Linked DNA regions of Zea mays: region 1 is linked to region 2. The links are chromatin contacts, called in public Hi-C maps. All regions are on one chromosome and are shown on one strand. Each heading gives the region's core, a stretch centred on a gene start, on an enhancer-like site or on the middle of the called end of the contact. The rest is flanking DNA. Distances are from core to core; before and after follow the strand shown. Region 1 holds the start of LOC100136880 (respiratory burst oxidase-like protein D). Region 2 holds the start of LOC100282604.

Region 1 (5,620 bases), core at 371-2,870, 190 kb after region 2:
TTAATTAATAACAAAGAACTAATTATACTTAAAATGACAAATTTAATACCTCGACTGCCGGGGGCGGGGCAGGGCGGCCTCGGTCGGGCAGGCCGGGTGCGGAGGCGGTGGGCCGGCGAATGGGCGGCGCGGGCCGACCGGGAGCGGGGCGGAGGGAGAGGCGGCGAAGGGGGAGGCGGTGGAGAGGCGGCCGGGCCGACCGGGTGCGGCGGGGGAGGCGCGGCGTGGGCGGAGATGACGAGGAAGAAGAGACTGAGAAAATTGCTGGACGCCGGTTTAAAGGGGGTCGGCGCCATAGATCTTGCCGCCGACCCCCTGACACGTGTCAACGTCGTTCAGGGGTCGACGCTCACCCCTAAACCTCTGCCACATCCGCCTGCCACGTAGGCATGTTTGGCGGCTTGGCGCCAATGTTAGTTGCGCCGCTTTGCGTTAGCTCGACGCCAATGATGATGACATCGAGGTTGGAGTCCATTTTTAAAAATGAAACTGCAAAGGACATATCTGTGCAAAAAAACACAAAAAATGGCTAAATTGTAAACAAAAAACGGGGATGTTTCCCGCTGGCTTGGCTCGCGCGCTTTGAGTTTCGATCTGACCAGATTCTCGGAACGCAACTAACCAAACAAACACTGGTTTACGGATGGATGGATGTAATTGCAGGTCCAGGGAAACCAACCAAACGACTGATTCTGCACACGTGTGGACGGTCCGTGTCGCTACGGCGAATAATCCGGACAATTTTGATACTCAACAAATGAGACATTATATTGTAAGAGAAAATTACGTGTGGACACAAACATGATCGTAATCGTTGGACTTTGCAAGGAGAGGAGGGTCTTATGTATAACGTATGTGGTTAAGCCGTCACCAACGTCAATGTTTACAGGGTATGAACGTAGACACTATTAAGGCCGGGTTTTTTTTTCCGTGGAAATCGCATTTTCCTTTCCGTGCCCAAATGCAGGCAGAGCCGTTAATCCATCGGAGGCAAGACAAAAGTCGGAGGTCTGGTTCCGTGTCCATACGCAGCAGAGACAGGGCAGCGGAGAGGTGAGCAGCAGCCAGCCAGCCAGCAGGCACGCGCTCACGTCGGACGCGGACACGTACGTTACTACTAGATACGCACCGCGCCGCATACGACACACCGCGTGCGTACAACGGCGGACCCTGTCGAGACGGAGGCCGGCCGGCGGGGCCCCAGCGCCCGAACCGGCCACGGGGGATATTGGGTTGGGCGAAGACGAGGCGAGGAGGATTTGGACTTTTGGAGGAAGCAGCAGCCGCAATGTTTTCCGCGTCAGCCGTCTCTTGACCCCGCGATTTTTCTCCCGTGCTCCGTCACCAAGAGCACACCACACCTCTGTTCCCAGTTTCCCACAACAACCTCGCCCCATTCCGTCCCGTCCCCACCACACTGCTCGGCGGCGGCGGCGCCAGCGCCAGCGACGACGACTAGTAAAACGTAACGCGCGCCCTGACCCAGTCCCGATACGGGCTATAAAGCTCACCGCCCCTCCGTCCCCTCCTCGCAAACGCAACGTCCGTCCCTGGGCCTCCCGTTCCCCGTTCCTCCTCCCTGACTCCCTCCCACGCTGCACCGGCCCCCCTCCGCACAAGCGTTTCGTTCGTTCCTTCGTAACCTCCGTATCAGCAGCTGACGCAAAGAGCTAGAGCTGCCGGTGTGCCGGTCGCCATGCATAACCCCAGGCCGGGCGGCGGGGACATCGTCGAGATGTCGTCGTCCGCCACCGCCGAGGGGCGGGTGATCCCGCACAGCGGCCCGCTGAGCAAGAAGTCGGGCGCCCGGAAGAGCGCGCGGTTCGCGGAGTCCGTGTCGGCGCCGCTGTCCGCGCCGCCGCCGCGCGCCTCCGCCAACAACAACAACAACAACGACGACGACGACTACGTGGAGATCACCCTCGACGTGCGCGACGACTCGGTGGCGGTGCACAGCGTCAAGCCCGCCCACGGCGGCGGCGCCGGCGCCGGCGCCGGCGCGGGCGGCGACGACCCGGACGTGACGCTGCTGGCGCGCACGCTCGAGAGCCGGCGCTCCTCGTCCTACGGCCACTCCGTCATCCGGAACGCCTCGTCGCGGATCAAGCAGGTGTCGCAGGAGCTCCGCCGCATCGCCTCCATCAACCGCCGCGGCGCCGCGGGGCCCCGGATCGACCGCTCCAAGTCCGCCGCCGCGCACGCGCTCAAGGGGCTCAAGTTCATCAGCAAGGCCGAGGGCGCCGCCGGATGGGAGGCCGTCGAGAGGCGCTTCGACAAGCTCGCCGAGAACGGCCTCCTCCACCGGTCCAAGTTCGGCCAGTGCATCGGTGAGTGAGTGCCTGAGTGGTCGGAGCCAGGAGAATTGGTCGAGCGAGCATCTTTCGATCGAGCGTTTCCATCGGCTTTTTGTCTTTGTCGCGTGTTGATTACGATATATGATGGGTATATGAACACCACTGTCTGTCTACAGGGATGAAGGAGCCGGAGTTCGCCGGCGAGCTGTTCGACGCGCTGTCGCGGCGCCGCAACATCTCCGGCGACAGCATCAGCAAGGCGGAGCTGCTCGAGTTCTGGGACCAAATCTCCGACACCAGCTTCGACGGCCGGCTGCAGACGTTCTTCGACATGTACGATTGATTCACTGCATGTTGCTGCTACTAGCCTTTCTCCACCACACACAGCAAGTAATAATACCATCGATCGGTTTGCCCCTGCAGGGTGGACAAGGACGCCGACGGAAGGATCACCGAGGAGGAGGTCAAAGAGGTAACTCCGTCAACAGCCTTTCTCCAGTTGGTTAAGCCGTCGCCGTCGCCGTCGCCGTGGCCCCAAGCTAGAACAGAAATCCAAATAACCAAATGCTTCTTCCTCTCCCGGCCGCAGATCATCACGCTGAGCGCGTCGGCGAACAAGCTTTCGAAGATCACGGATCAGGCGGAGGAGTACGCCCGGCTGATCATGGAGGAGCTGGACCCGGGCAACCTGGGCTACATCGAGCTGTACAACCTGGAGATGCTGCTCCTGCAGGCGCCGAGCCAGTCGGTGCGCATCGGCACGACCAACAGCCGGAACCTGAGCCAGATGCTGAGCCAGAGCCTCCGTCCGACGGCGGAGCCGAACCCTCTCCGGCGGTGGTACCGGCGCGCGCAGTACTTCCTGGAGGACAACTGGCGGCGCGTGTGGGTGATGCTTCTGTGGCTGTGCATCTGCGCGGGGCTGTTCGCCTGGAAGTTCATCCAGTACCGGCAGCGCTACGTGTTCCAGGTGATGGGGTACTGCGTGTGCGTGGCCAAGGGCGGCGCGGAGACGCTCAAGTTCAACATGGCGCTGATCCTGCTCCCGGTGTGCCGGAACACCATCACCTGGATCCGCAACCGCACCGCCGGCGTGGGGCGCGTGGTGCCCTTCGACGACAACCTCAACTTCCACAAGGTGGTGGCGGTGGGCATCGCGGTCGGGGCCGGGCTGCACATCATCTCCCACCTGACGTGCGACTTCCCGCGGCTGCTCCACGCCACGGACGCCGAGTACGCGCCGCTGGGGCAGTACTTCGGGGTGCCCCGCCCGCCCAACTACTGGTGGTTCGTGCGCGGCACGGAGGGGTGGACGGGGCTGGTGATGCTGGTGCTCATGGCCGTGGCGTTCACCCTGGCGACGCCGTGGTTCCGGCGGGGCCGCATCGCGCTGCCTGGCCCGCTGCGGCGGCTGACGGGGTTCAACGCGTTCTGGTACTCGCACCACTGCTTCGTGGTGGTGTACGCGCTGCTGATCGTGCACGGGCACTACCTGTACCTGACGCACAAGTGGTACAAGAAGTCGACGTGGATGTACCTGGCCGTGCCCATGGTGCTGTACGCGTGCGAGCGCCTCACCAGGGCGCTGCGCTCCAGCGTCAGGCCCGTCAGGATCCTCAAGGTGGCCGTGTACCCGGGCAACGTCCTCTCGCTCCACTTCTCCAAGCCGCAGGGCTTCCGCTACAAGAGCGGGCAGTACATCTTCGTCAACTGCGCCGCCGTGTCGCCGTTCCAGTGGTAATTAAGCAAGCATCGTCTTAATTTGTTGAGGTCCATGCTGCTGCTTTAGCTAGACTAGGACTAGCTAGTTTGCTGGGAGGAAGCAAGGCACAGATGCTTGCGCTAATGGCGCTGGATAGATGGATCAACGATGGGATGGCTAAGGTAGACTAGCTAATTTGTTGGTTGCAGGCACCCGTTCTCCATCACGTCGGCCCCGCAGGACGACTACGTGAGCGTCCACATCAGGACGCTGGGCGACTGGACCCGCGAGCTCAAGAACGTCTTCTCAAGGGTACGTACGCACGCGCTGATGACCGATTCGCTCGCAGATTAACGCGCGCGTGCTGATCTATTGGTGACCGATGCGCAGGTGTGCCGGCCGCCGACGGAGGGCAAGAGCGGGCTGCTCCGCGCCGAGTACGACCGCGACGGCAGCGCCGTGGCCAACCCGAGGTGAGAAATCTGTCCCTTGACCGATGGAATGCGCTGGCGTACGTCTCCATGACAAAAACGTGGCGGTGGCGTCGTAGTTGGGTGGGAGGTCGGAGCAAGAAGATGCCTATGCAGGCAGGCAGGGGTTCTTCTTCTTCTTCCGTGTGGTAGCATTTGTTGACCTTGACCCCTGTGCGGAATTTCTGCCACCAAATACTACTAGTACTTAGTGGCACGGTAGGTGGCTAGCTGACTTATTATTGCGTTCAGTTTGGCCGTTGGGCATGATGAGCTCGGCGAACCAACCACAACCAACGGCGGTGACCGCTGGCCGGTGATATTCCCGGCGGCGGATCGGAACACGAGCTGCGACTGTTGGTCCTGGTTTTTATCCGTGGGCCACGGCCGGCCATGCATGTCTGCACGACGACGGACAGACAGTGGCTGCGACTGTACGGGGGAAGCTATTGACCATTATTATTAGTTCGGACTAAATAACTAAACCACCTGTCGTGTGTCGTGTGCAGCTTCCCCAAGGTGCTGATCGACGGGCCGTACGGCGCGCCGGCGCAGGACTACAAGCAGTACGACATCGTGCTGCTGGTGGGGCTAGGCATCGGCGCCACGCCCATGATCTCCATCATCAAGGACATCATCAACAACATGAGGCAGCTGGACGGCGGCGGCGACCTGGAGGCCTCGGACGCGTCGGCGTCGTCGTCGTCGATGGCCTCGTTCCGCACCCGGCGTGCCTACTTCTACTGGGTGACCCGGGAGCAGGGGTCCTTCGAGTGGTTCCGCGGCGTGATGGACGAGGTGGCGGAGACGGACAGGAAGGGCGTCATCGAGCTGCACAACTACTGCACCAGCGTGTACGAGGAAGGGGACGCCCGGTCCGCGCTCATCGCCATGCTCCAGTCGCTCAACCACGCCAAGCACGGCGTCGACGTGGTGTCCGGCACCCGCGTCAAGACCCACTTCGCCAGGCCTAACTGGCGCAACGTCTACAAGCGCATCGCGCTCAACCACCAGAACCAGCGCGTCGGTGAGTTGTTGTTGTTGTTGTTCTTCTTCTTCTTCTTTGTTGTGCATTCCTCGACCGGTCGCCATTCTACTTCGGTCCATTCGTCGAACACGTGGCATGCATTACTACTTGCTTCTCTCATGACCCG
Region 2 (6,131 bases), core at 3,050-5,549:
CAATAGAAAATCCAGTCTGTAATTAGAAAAAAAAACATTTATTAGGTAATAGCAATACTAACTCAATTAGCTTGTAGACTAAATAAAAAACAACTTGCCGATGACACCGCCACTGCAGTAGGGCAATCAAGTGATATATGGAGTCATTTCGACAATATACAGTGCTACAGAGGCGACAAGCGGCTGGCACAGACAACCGGATAGGATGATAGGTGGTGGGCATGTAGCTATCGGCTACATGCCCACCACTTATGGTCAATGGCTAGTCCATGTTTTTGAGAACCATCGGAAGACGAAGGCCCCCGACAGTAACGTCCGATCAAGGCCTCGACCTCGAGAGAAATCTCTGCCTCGGCCAACTGTCCCAGCACACACGCATTAAATGCCACCTACTCTCCCACGAATCTCGCAGAAGACCATGCCAAGCACTATTTCAACTACTCCAACTCGATACTTCTGCGCGCTTATACGAGCTAGGGCTCAGGCACATGCCCATGCTCCCGAGCCCGGCCTCGGCTCTCTACCCCGTCAAGAGAACAAGCTACAGGGATTGGGCATCCTTCTCATGACCAAAAGACGACACAAGGACGAGGGCCATCTCACCGGCCATGCCGCTACAGGGCTCGGACACAAGGACGAGATCCATCCCGCAGGCCACGCTGCTACAGGTCTCGGGCACGTCTCCTCTGATCACAACAACAACGCAAACACCCTTGTACCCCTAGGTCTCCTCCTTGCGACTATAAAAGGAGGAGCCTGGGGCCTTCTATGGGGGGAGGGGGGCTCACGACTTCATGACTCACAACTCACATGACCCCAATATTGGCACTCACCTCAATCATACTCAGAGATTTAGGACTCATTCCCTCTTGACTCGCTTGTACCCCTACTATGAGCACTTAGGTGCAAGATAATACAAGTTTTCCTCCCCCGCTAGAAGTAGGGTCTTCTCTTGCCCGAACCAGGATAAATCTTGTGTGTCTTCTTGCATCACCCATCTGGGCAGGGGCATGCAACACAAATTTACTAGTTGGTTAGGACCCCCGGTTTCCTAAACACTGACATTTATATTGTCACAAGAAGAGATGCAACAACAGTTAAGTAACTTTATTTAAGTTTTTAAGGGGGTGTTTGTCATGGCTATGTTCCATTCTAGAGCAGCTCTGCTCTAAAACTTCAGGGTGGAGCAGCTCTGTTCCGGAGTCTAGGTTACTATATAGAGTAGAGGTGGTATGGATCACGATCCAAATATTTATTCACAATTCGTTTGAGCCTCTAACTAACTTTAGTTCAAAAGTGAATAGAAATGAGCTCGATCCTAATTTGATCTAATCATTAAATTTCATAGTGTAAAATTTAGAGTTCGCTATTATTGATTTTTAGTCCAGACTGCACGCTACAGGGTAACCCACGCAATGTTTTTGGTAGGACGGCGATGATAATCGCAACTTGATGGTACGTGCAGGAGCACGTCGAAATACAAGGGAATTATATAGGTTCAGGTCGGCTGAATGCGTAATACCATACATCATATGTGGTGCTGAGTATTGAGTTTGCTTGGAGTTCACAGATTACAGGCGAGTCGTGGATGGTGGTGGATGAAAACTCCTATTGGTCTACTAGTGGGCGCGATGGTGAGAGAGAGGGGGATATTTTTGTAGGGTACCTCCGCGGCCTTATATAGCCGGCAGGGGAGATATCTATTTACATATCGTGAAAATTTATCTGGGCCTATCTACTTTCGCTATTCTTGCGTGCCGACTCTTTTCCGGTGCATGGTTGCTTCCCTTCGAGTTTGACGTTGAATGATCCGCTATCCGGTTGCATGCGGGGCGTGTTACTTCTGGCGGAGCGTGTCATCCTCCCGATAGTACCTGCTTCTCCTGAACTTCGGCCCAATAACACAACTTGGTGAACAACTTATCGAGGGTATGTTTAATTAAGCGGCCTATGGAACATGTCCATGTGACGATTACCCATGGGATATCTATCTATCTCCTACAGTTATGACCCCTACTATAGAGTAGGCAAGCGCTGCCGTTGGTGGTAATTTTCTATGAAACATCACTATCGGTTCAGTTTTGATTAGTTTTATATGTGCATCAAATTGTACCTAGATTTCTTTTTTTAATATTTATATAGCATAATAAGATTGTGGAGTACACTGTTTAAAAAGTAAAAGAGATGACACGAGAGATAGGATGGGTGGAAGTAGACAAGCAGTTCGCGTCTGCAGTAACCTTCTATGAACGTAAAACTCTCATACCACTAGATGCTAATCTAATGCACACGGAAATATTGGACTACTTCGAGCAAGAAGTTGTATAGATATACAGACAAGAGACGATGAGAGTTTTAAGTACTGCAGAGGAACTCATTACATGATGGATAAGCTGCCGAAATTTCGATACTTAATCGCAATTCATTTCGGTGTGAGGAGATACGAGCGTACAGTACAACACAAGCATGTACGTATGCATGTGCCCACGCGGGCACACGTACGCGCCGGATCGGACTCTCTCTGTGTCTCTGCAGACCCACGACGACGAACCTGACACACAACAATACCATACCATACATACATTACAGGCTGCTCTCGATCAAGCAGCTTGCCGGCCCAACGCATCATCATCAGACGTCGCGGTCGCGGGCGCACTCGGGCGGCACGGCGGCGCCGTAGCGGTCGCGATCGGTGCAGTAGTTGTAGATGGTGTAGCGGCGCCTGACCTCGGCCAGGCGGCGGTACTGCGCGGCGTCGAGGTCCCTGAACTCCGGCTGGTCCCACCAGCGCGCGCCCTGGGTGGCGCAGAAGCGCGCCTCCGCGGAGGCCTCGCAGCCGTCGACGTGGAAGCCGCGGTAGGAGGCGACGAAGGGCGCGTTGGACCAGTCCGTCTTCTCGCGCCCGCCGCGGGTCGCCCAGTCGTCGGCGTTCCACAGGCTGGAGTAGAGCTTCATCGGCTGGCTGAACGGGTACCGCACGCCCAGGTCGGCGCTCGTGTTCTTGAACACCCGGATCGGCACGTCGTCCACGAAGAACCTGGCGGAGCGGCGGGGAGATAGATCCTCAGATTAGTTAGTGCCGTTGCCGTGGGCTGGAGTGGAGGCCGGAATTAAAGTGTAGTGTAGGATACGCGCGCGATGGTGCTGCACGGTGTACGAGGAGGAAGAGATTATTGGGCGGGCCCTCCCGTGGCCGGCCATGGTGGTGGTGTGCAGGGTTCAGACAAGCGTGTACGTAGTGTACTGTGCAGGGGCAGGCGGCAGGGCATAGGCTGGCTCTGCTGCACATGGACATGGAGGCACGCGCTGTCTGCCTTTACGACTGCATGCATGGATTCATTCAAACCATCGTCCCACTTTTTCAGTACTGGACTGTAGTGCCGCTGCCGTTGTACCCTCCCCGGCGCCGGTGAGCAGAGCAGTGAGCTTTTACCGCGGTAAATTTTAGGGAATCCTACCTGGTTCATGTGAGGTTCCAGAGGACGGAGCAGCGGGGGGATTGCATTGCATTGCAGATGCAGAGTGATGATGTGTGTGTGACGGACGCAAAAGCAATGCGATGGATATATGATGCGGGTGCTTACGCGATCATGTAGAGGTTCCAGAGGACGGAGTAGGAGTGGTACTCCTTGGTGGGGTCGAACCAGAGGTAGATCCGCTGCTCGCGGTCGCCCTTGCCGCCGGTGAACACGTTGGTCTGCAGGATGTAGGGCTGCCCCGTCCGGTTGCCCAGGAACTCGAAGTCGATCTCGTCGTGCTCCGAGTTCTGCGACGACAGCTGCAGATAGAGCGAGCCGGCCGGCCACCAGTCAGATACGTTGTTACATACAAGCCGGCAAGAGCGAGGTGGTAGAGATAGGAGGCAGGAGAGGAGCTCGTATGTAACGTACGTAGAAGGCCGTGACGGTGCCCGCGGAGTCGCCGCCGACGAGCTTCATGTGCATGCTGAAGTGGCCGAAGAGGTAGGAGCCCCGCGTCTGGAAGCCCGTGCCGGTGGACTTGTCCAGGTACAGCTGCACCTCCCGCCCGCCGTCGATGTAGTGGATGTGGTCCTGCGCCCACGTCGGCACGTAGTTCTTCTGGAACGGCACGTCCACGGGCTTCCGAGGCGCCGCCGCCGTCGCCCACTCCGCCAGCAGCGCCACCGCCATGGCGGCAACCTGCAGCCACCGCGCCGTCGCCATCTTCGTCTCCACTGGATAGCTAGTGCTAGTGCCGGACCAAGGGTGGTGTGGTGTGGCTCCGCTGGATGCTTTGCTTGGGCCTGAGGCTCGAGGATTGCTTGAGTACTTTATTTATAGGGAAGGACGAAGGAGAGCTGGCAGGCTAGAGCGTGGATAACTGGAACTGTCCGGATTACTGTAATTATAATTTATAGAGATAAAAACACGGTAGAACTAATAGAAACCGGTACGAATTAAAGCCAAATAAATAGACTAACTAGCTAAAGCTATTAATTTAAGCATAGGGGTTAGTTACAGTGTATTGAAGGGCACTAACTAGCTACAGTGCGTGCTGATGGTGTTGCAGAGCTGGTGAGTGTGATCGATCGATGGCACAGCTAGATTATTAGCTGCGGTGCATCGTGCACCGTCACATGGATGCCGACGAGCCCGCGAGGCGCGATCTTGTCTTTTGCCCGCGTCAGGTCAGGTTGGCCCAGTGGAAGCGAAATCAAGTGCAGGGGAGGACGGCCTGATTGCTGGACGAATCACAACTTGCGACGCCATGCCGTCCCATCATGGAGCAATCCAGGTCAAAAAATATTATTATGTAAAGTTTATCGCTGATTATAGTAAATTCACTTGGATGTAGCTTATTAAGTTTAAATTATAACTTTTTATAGAAACTTTATGAGTTTTGAACTCTGTCATGTAGTGACAGTTTAATTATAAGACTTGTCGTATAATGAGGCGGAAGCGGATGTCAAAAGCTTAACTCATTCCTTACTAAGTTTGGCATCTATGTCATTGTTCTCATGCACATCAATAATCGGTGTTGTCGGTCACATACATTGTTTCATAGTTGAAGTTGGTTTGGCCCTTCCCTCTCATGCATATATCCGTGCCGCTTGAGTCTAGGCAATTAGGACGATGAAGCCTTTCTTGCTGCTCCATATTCGATTAATATCATTTCTAATAAACTAATCTAAAATTCTACTCCCTTAAAGCATCTATATAGGCGAAAACTAGATTACTCCTCATTGTGCACCTTAATTTAGGTGTACATGTTGGCCCAATCTTCGCCCTTATAATGCTCAGGAACTTAAATTTAGATCAAAGCAATGTGTTTTCTTATGTTATGGTGGTCTTCATAAAGGTTACGAGTGTCATACTAGACATGTTGATATATCTCGTGATGTTATCTTTGATGAAGAGATTTTCCCCCTTTTTCAAATTAAGTCTAAATATAAGTGCTCTCCTTCGCTTAGAAATCCAGCTTCTTAATCCTCCTTTCAAAAATTCATATGGATAAGCTTAGAAGTCCAAATATAAGCGCTCGCCTTCGCTTAGATCATTATATTGATTATTCACTTAAAATCATATACATGTAAATAAGGAAGAACTTCAAATGCAAAAAAATAGAGTTGCAACTATCGAGGAAGGAGCACTTGTCCAAAGTAGAAATTACATAGAACCCGAGGAGGATTTGATACCAAATATGTTGATACCACATACAAACCACCCGTGCACAATCTTCGGGACTCATGTTAGATACAAACAAATACCTCGACTATTTTAGGTCACTCAATCCCCTCCGATCATATTGCTTCCAAACAAGCCCTCAATGTGAGTACTAGAGCCGAATAGTCGAGGTACTCCCATCGGCTACAAATACTCCCTTCGTAAAGAATATAGTTCTTTCTACCTCTCTTTTTTTGTCCACATTCAAATAACTGATAATGAATGTAGACATACATACAAGCTACGTTTGTATGTTGGTTAATGAATGCATATCTTTAGCCTAAAACAAATTATATTTTGAGACGGAGGGAGTAGCTGATGATTTGATCAGAGTTCTCTTTGCTCGGCTGCTCTTTTTCGGTTGTGGTTATATCTCTAGCAATTGAGGAGATTTCTTGAAGTCGTAACAACAGCAGCATGAACAACAACGACGACGATGACGACGAC

The links. Hi-C and Micro-C count contacts between places; a contact is called where the count stands out from the background.
Region 1: a contact with region 2 is called in a Hi-C map of ear, with 2.3 times the contacts expected there. The contact joins the promoter of LOC100136880 here to the promoter of LOC100282604 in region 2. A contact is called at or near these places in 4 of 25 Hi-C or Micro-C datasets (ear, leaf, root tip and 1 more).

What each region holds. Positions count from the first base shown.
Region 1 is chr4:197,887,807-197,893,426 of Zm-B73-REFERENCE-NAM-5.0, forward strand. LOC100136880 (respiratory burst oxidase-like protein D) reads left to right here and starts at 1,621. Exons shown (of 8, transcript NM_001164287.1): 1 at 1,621-2,327; 2 at 2,471-2,627; 3 at 2,718-2,766; 4 at 2,884-4,031; 5 at 4,206-4,308; 6 at 4,387-4,469; 7 at 4,976-5,493. The coding sequence starts at 1,697.
Region 2 is chr4:197,694,873-197,701,003 of Zm-B73-REFERENCE-NAM-5.0, forward strand. LOC100282604 reads right to left here and starts at 4,300. Exons shown (of 3, transcript NM_001155512.2): 1 at 3,891-4,300; 2 at 3,585-3,778; 3 at 2,301-3,037. The coding sequence starts at 4,184. The coding sequence ends at 2,632.